Regions from separate parts of the Mus musculus genome. Here region 2 is linked to region 1. The links are chromatin contacts, called in public Hi-C maps. All regions are on one chromosome and are shown on one strand. The core of a region is the stretch at or near the end of the contact, and the rest is flanking DNA. Distances in the headings are between cores, read along the strand shown. Region 1 overlaps Gm29865 (a long non-coding RNA gene). Region 2 has its middle 44 kb from the start of Gimd1.

Region 1 (3,531 bases), core at 635-3,134:
AAGATATAAATTATACATGACTGAGTACCACATTTAAACTTGAACTACATTTCCAACATGAATATTTTAAATATGTCCCATTCCAAATACATCCCCCTAAGTAAAAGGAACACCCACAAATCTAAACCAATTTTCACCCAGGCTATTTGGATAAGGTCCACTCAACCTGTACACCGAATTTTTTCATGTTCAGGAAACCTTACAAACCCTTCCTTTGTAGTTCTACCAGCCATCCATAATGTTAATAATCCCAGAAAATACCCATTTGCTCAGCCTAAAACAACCATCAAAGAAAATTCACTCACTAAATGTCCTGCCTGTCTATGATGAAATAGTCTAAAATGCTATACAACATACAATACAACAATCTCCGCACTCCTTACATGATTTTATGAACAGGTCTGTATTCTACGTCATAGTAGACTTGACAATAAGACTTTGATCATAGTCCCTTTTTGCTTTTATGTGTTTAGCCTAAAGCATCCAATTCCTTTAATCGATGTTCATATAGAGCCTCCTTGATCATTGTACTTATTGTTGTCTGGGACCCCTCCAGGTCTTTCTTGTTTAAGAAGTGGTGGTCGGGAGAATAGAGATGACTCCAGTTCTTATGCAATCATGGATGATGTCTCCTGGTTTGTTTCCAGGGCTCTTTGTGAGGTAGGCCATTGGTGCTCTGGGCGGGGGGAGGCAATCTGAAATCATTTCTTACTTGTGTGCATCAGAGAGTTCATCTTTTACAAGTTGACATTCAAATAATCAAGAACTCATCCTTTGATTTATTCCTGCACCCGGCAGCTTTTTTTCCGCATCACAGTTAGTAAGTTCAGTTGGAGAGATTTGTTCCTTTAAAGTTTTTTTTTAATATTACCAGTCTTTCAGGGCAGCCTTCCTCAGAGGTCGCCCTACCACCATGTTTACCCCCGTCAGTCTCACATTTTGCTTCCTGTCTTTCAGGGAGTCCTTAACACACAATAAAAGCGTTTTCCCCAAAGACATGGGAACTATTTTTAAAAGTGTCTTTTATCAAATAGTTTATTTTTACAGTGTGTATTAAAGCAATCTGACCGTGTTTTACAAATTCCAACATCTTGTCCTGGGAACTAGTGAAAGCAATTTTTCACATATTTCTACTGAATGCATTTAAATGCAAGAGAATTCCACTGATCTCTAGGCATTAGCAAGTTAGAGTTGCCAGTTATAGAGCCTGGTCCCTCACCTCACGACATTCTGTATCTGGAATTTCTTTGTAGATTTTTTTTTTTCCTTTTTACAGCTGGCTTTGTATTCTCTGTTTGTTTGGGTTAGTTGGTTTCCTAAAAGGTAAAATATGAAGGCTACCCAAAATGAATATGATACCAATATATCCATGTACTTATAGATAGGAAACTACTCAGATAATGTTGTATGATGCTGTGTTTATTTAAATTAAGGTTACAAAATAATTGTAACTCACAGTAAGAAAAGAAGGTTCATTTTCGGATCTTAGAGTATGTGACAGTATGAGAACTTCATTGAAGTCACTGGAACCACACAGACCCCCTCCTCCGCATGTACCCATGGTCCTTATATACTAACACTTATTGTAGCATTTGTAAAGATGCGCCATCAGTCAGGACTCCTAAAACATATTGAGACAGCATGCAAGGATGTAACATCCCCACAATTGATGACCATCCAAAACTGGGAAACAAATGCTAAGTTGTATTCTGGAGTACAGTTGTCAGCCATGTTCACAATATCTGCACTACAGTCTTTATATCACGTACAGAACACAAAGCATGAGCTCTGCATCTGCTTTCTCTCAGTCAAGGGTACAGATGAGCTTCAAATTCCAAAGGCCAGCGCCTTAGAATCACTCTGTTAATGGTCAGCATTGCCCTCTAGTGGCAAGCACGACTAACCACAGCTTTGTCCTCCTTCAGTGACCCCAGAGGGCAGCCAGACGGGGCAGATTTGAGGAAGAGAAAAAGTACCAATGTTGGCAACACCAATTATCAAATGGAACCAGATTTTGACATTTATGATTTTTTTTTTTAGCATGAGCATTTTTTTCCAGTCTCTGGTGGAAGCCTGGAGGTTCATGGAGCCTGATGGAAAAACTAAGGATACTGGTCTGAAGTGTGTGTGTGTGTGTGTGTGTGTGTGTGTGTGTGTGTGTGTGACGTGACCTCAGGAGGTCTCTCAGGATCTCATGTAAACTAAAGAGTGTAAGTGTAGATCTTGCATGTGTGCAGGTCTTGTATATGTGTAGAACTTGCATTTTGCAGATCTTGCATATGTACAGATCTTGCATGTGTGAAGATCTTGTATATGTGTAGATCTTTCATTTGTATAGATCTTGCACGTGTGAAGATCTTGCATATGTGTAGATCTTTCATGTGTGTATATCTTGCATGTGTGCAGACCTTGTATATGTGAAGATCTTGCATATGTGTAGATCTTGCATGTGTGAAGATCTTGTATATGTGTAGATCTTTCATGTGTGTAGATCTTGCATGTGTGCAGATCTTGTATATGTGTAGATCTTGCATGTGTGAAGATCTTGTATATGTGTAGATCTTTCATATGTGTAGATCTTGCATGTGTGATCTTGCATATGTACAGATCTTGCATGAGTGAAGATCTTATATATGTGTAGATCTTGCATGTGTGAAGATCTTGTATATGTATAGATCTTTCATGTGTGTAGATCTTGCATGTGTGTAGATCCTGCATGGGTCTCCTTTTATTGTCTTCATATGTTGCATGACAAACTAAGAAAGACAGTGATCAGTCAGTCAAAAGCAGAATCAAAAGCTCCTTTATTCAGAAAAGTGATGAGACTTTAGAGATGAAAAGAGAAGAGGAAGAGAGAATAGTTTCTACCTCCATTTCCAGGTACAAAGGAAACAAAGAGGGAGGGGGAAACTCTTTAGTTTCCTAACTCTCTTAGAGAAATCAAGCACACACATACATATAAATAAATATGTAAAGAAACAAAACAAAACAATACAAAAGAGGAAACACATACTTAGGCTGAATACAAATATGGAGCCTTTAACTTTCTCCAAGAGGTGGTCAAAACTAGGTAACTTAGTAATGAATCATCTATTGCAGTTATTTTGTGTATGGCTGTATGTACATGCAAGCATGTGTGTGCAGGTACAAATGTATACATGATATGGAAGCCAGAGGACAACCTTGGAATCTCAAGAGCCTTCCACCTTTGTTTTGATACAGAATCTAGAACTTGCCAAGTAGATTAGGCTAGCTGTCCAGAGAGCCCCAGGAGCCCACCTGATGCTGCCTCCCTAGCTCTTAGATGACATCCATAGGCAACCATAGCTGGTTTTTTGTATGAGCTCTGGATCCTCCTGTTTCACTGATGGAGCGCTCTCACCAGCCCTGTTGCAATCACTTTTGACGAGAAGCAAAAAAACAGATGCAGAAATGTGACTTGGCTCCTTGAGATCCTAAGTCAGCCAGGAGAATGCTGTGATTTGGATCCCTGCTTGGGGAGCACTTTTTCATCCTGTGGATGTGGCACAC
Region 2 (3,531 bases), core at 531-3,030, 610 kb before region 1:
TCGAGACAGGGTTTTATTACTATGTCACCCTGGCTGAACTTGAGTTCTGTGGGTAAACCAGGCTGACCTCACATTCACAGAGTTTTGCCTTTGCCTCCCAAGATCTGGGAATAAATGTATGTGCCACCATGCCTGGCTTCTTTATCATGCTCCAACTTCATCATATTTACCTATTTTCATATTATGTGTCTTGTTTGTTGACATGAACTCCAAGCATGTAGTATGCAAGATCCAGTTAGACAGAGCATGGTACATACCCAAATACTACACTTCTCTATTATAGTCATTTAAGCTGTTTTCTTTTTCCTTTTTAAAAGATTTATGTATTTTATGTATATAAGTACACAGTTGTTCTCTTCAGACACACCAGAAGAGGGCATCAGATTCCATTACAGATGGTTATGAGCCACCATGTGCTTGCTGGAAATTGAACTCAGGACCTCTAGAAAAGTCAGTGTGCTTAACTGCTGAGCCCCTATTTAAACTATATTCAAACACATTTTCTTAAGAAATGATGACTCTTGAAACGTTTATTTAGGCACTAGCTTTAATCTTGAAACTTCTTTCAAGTAAGTTTATATTGTGACTTTCTTAATTGTATTTATCTTGAAAACAAATTTCATTTTATTATTTTGTGTGGGTGTTCATGCCATAATCTCCCTCTGTCTCTCTCTTTGTCTCTCTCTCTCTCTCTCTGTGTCTCTGTCTGTCTGTCTGTCTGTCTGTCTGTCTCTCTCTCTCTCTCTCTCTCTCTCTCTCTCTCTCTCTCTGTGTGTGTGTGTGTGTGTGTATGTGTATGTGTGTGTCCACCTTTATATTACTTCTTGGGATTGGGCACAGGTTTCCAAGTTTGCATGGCAAGCACCTTTCCCTGCTAAGCTATCTTGCTGGCCCTGATGAATAGCAGTCAGCATCAGCCAGACACTGTGGAGCACACTAGCACTGGGAGGCTAGGACAGGAGGAATGTGAGTTCAAGGCCAGCCTGGGATACACAGCAAGATTCTTTCCCCATAAATTAATGAATAAACAAGCAAAGGAAGATGCACATAGATGAAGTGAAGCAATGGAGAATGGTACAGATGTTGGCCTACTTTCCAAGGTTAGAGGTGAATAAAAACAGAAGTGGCTGAGGTTGCTTTCCTGACTATAGCTCAGTACTCCAGAGTACCTGTGCTCAGTAAGCAGAATAAGATCATGGTAGCTAAGTTATTTGTTGAGCTTCAATAATCACATACAAAACCCCAACTTGATCCTTTTCAATCATTTCTTGAGTACTCTGTATCTCTACATGCCTGGCACTCATGACAATTATATAATCACTGTAATATATTCTAAAAAACTAACAAAAGCTTTGAGATACACACGTATCATATACTACACCACAGTCACATTTCAGCATTAAGTAAAAAGAGCCTGTTGAAAAATAAAGAAGAAAAACGAGAAAGGGGAAGAAAATAATAAAAGGAAGTTGGATTAAAAGGACCAGTCTGCATAAACATTCTCTGGCTAACATAGTGTAGCAAATTATATCATGAAGCAGAGGCCCAGGGGGAAATAGAATGTTTGCAGTATTCTACCACGCCTTCTGTTTAATTGACTTAGGAGCACTAATGGCCCTCTATAAATACTCTTTCTCTGTGATAAATTAAACTAATCATTGCTGTACCAGTATATCAAGCAACTCAGCCAAGCATGGCTAGATTAACCAAGAAGATAAACAGAATCATTTTAATTTTGAGGCTGTTTAAAGATCTGGAAGTTATCATGGAGGTCCATCTCCTAGAATTTAAAAGGCCAAATGGTCTCAGGAAGCTATTCATCCTCAAGGGATGATCCCAGGGATTCGGATTTCACCACACGGTGATCATCTACAGACAGGAAATGTACAGTGACATTTCTTCATTTGGTGACTTGATAAGTCTAGTGAGAGCTTAATGGGAAACAAATTAAATTTGCCGGGTGCCATCAGTGGAAATATTCAAGGATATATATTACAGCCATTCCTCCAGGATCATCAGAGATTACGTGCTTCATTACCATATTTATTTCAATTCTCTATAAATAGAAGTCTAAGCACACACAAAGAGCAGTCATTTGTAGCAGAGGGGTATAAATGGCCGTATAAAATTTAGCCATTTATCACATTATGGATTTTATTAGACTGTTTGCTCCTAAGACTTACTGGGTCCTGGGAACCTGACTGAGGCAATTAGGAAATGAATAACAACAGGCACACAGGCGCATTTCAGCATCCTTTAATAAGACAACTTAATGTTTGTGCCTAAGCTATCTAACTTTCTTGGGCACACAAAGCCTAATCTTTAACTATAATGTTAACTCAATCTCATTGAGAAGGCTCCCATAAAGATGTTAGAGCAATCAATGAAAGGCTTTAGAAGTCCATATGGGGTAGGCATCAAGGGTTGAGGCATCAAGGGTTGTAGGATCCAGCTAAAGAGATCTCCTGAGATTAAAGGCATTCTAAAGGTCTTGGTGACCAAGAAAAAAAAAAAAGGCAAAGGGCCAGTAAAGAAAAGGTGGAAATGTTGAGGACCATAAAGAGAGGAGGAGATGGTCAAGCAAACCACATACAAAACCCAGGAGGCCCTGGAGAAGTTTCAGAGGAGTCTAGGGGAAAGGACCCAGCAGGAAGCATCAGGGGATGAAGACTTTAGCAGACACAGTACACACTTTCTGAGGCCAAGGGTTCTGTTCCCAAGAGTCAGCCCCAAGGATCCTCACTGCCAGACTGTGGGGCAGCATCAGTGAAGGCAGCAGCAGAGTCAGAGTGGCTTCATCCTTTTTGAGCTTTCTAGAAACTTTCTTCTTCATTGTACGTGCATCTTCTGCTGTGCAGTGCTATTCAAAACTGTGTACCTTCATTTAGTGACTTGATCTAAGTAAGAGGAGGAGGAAGAGGCCTCTGATTCTATATAGTTTTCTTTGAATGGCATTTTGTCTTGCATGATGACTGAATAATATATATATTCCTGTCACCATAGTTGTACCTTATTTAATTTAAATATGTTGAGAACTTCATATATGTGTTCGGCATTTACATAATTTCTGCATCCTCCTTCTCATCTCCAACTCCTCCAATGTCCACCCTCTCAAATCCATTGCTTCTTTTCACTTAAGCATTATTGCTACATACACATACATGTGTGTAGTCATAGCTATGTGTGTCTAAAACCCATTGATTCCATTTTGTGTGGCTTGCATATATTCCTGTTTAGGGCTGACCACTTGGGATTGGATAGTGGTCATATCAGTGGACATCTCTCTAAAGAAAATGAATTCTCTATCTCTTAGCAGCTACTGATTGCCGATAGTTCTTCATCTAGGGATGAGACCTTGTCCGTGTTGTCATGTTAAGTGGTGTTACCATTATGCAGGTCTTGTTCAGGCAGCTGTGTACCTGAGCTATAAGCGGCATGAGTTCCCCTGTCTGTCATGTCTGGAGGATACTACTAAGCAACAGGTGACAGATCTGTCCTCTGGCTCTTAAAACTTTTTCTCCCCTTCCTCCA

The links. A called contact is a pair of places that touch in the nucleus more often than the background predicts.
Region 2: a Hi-C map of the N1E-115 cell line shows a contact between it and region 1, with 10 times the contacts expected there. The contact joins two enhancer-like sites.

The regions. Positions count from the first base shown.
Region 1 is chr3:131,974,489-131,978,019 of GRCm38.p6, reverse strand. All of the region lies in intron 2 of Gm29865 (a long non-coding RNA gene), which reads right to left. Among named protein-coding and RNA genes, the nearest start is that of Gm29949, 31 kb to the left of the region's middle. Within about 2 kb of position 1,884, at least 8 of the 459 cell types and tissues checked have an H3K27ac peak or open chromatin away from gene starts, as enhancers often do. A contact at or near this core is called in the N1E-115 cell line, where this site is marked.
Region 2 is chr3:132,583,855-132,587,385 of GRCm38.p6, reverse strand. No RefSeq gene overlaps it. Among named protein-coding and RNA genes, the nearest start is that of Gimd1, 44 kb to the left of the region's middle. Within about 2 kb of position 1,780, at least 2 of the 459 cell types and tissues checked have an H3K27ac peak or open chromatin away from gene starts, as enhancers often do. A contact at or near this core is called in the N1E-115 cell line, where this site is marked.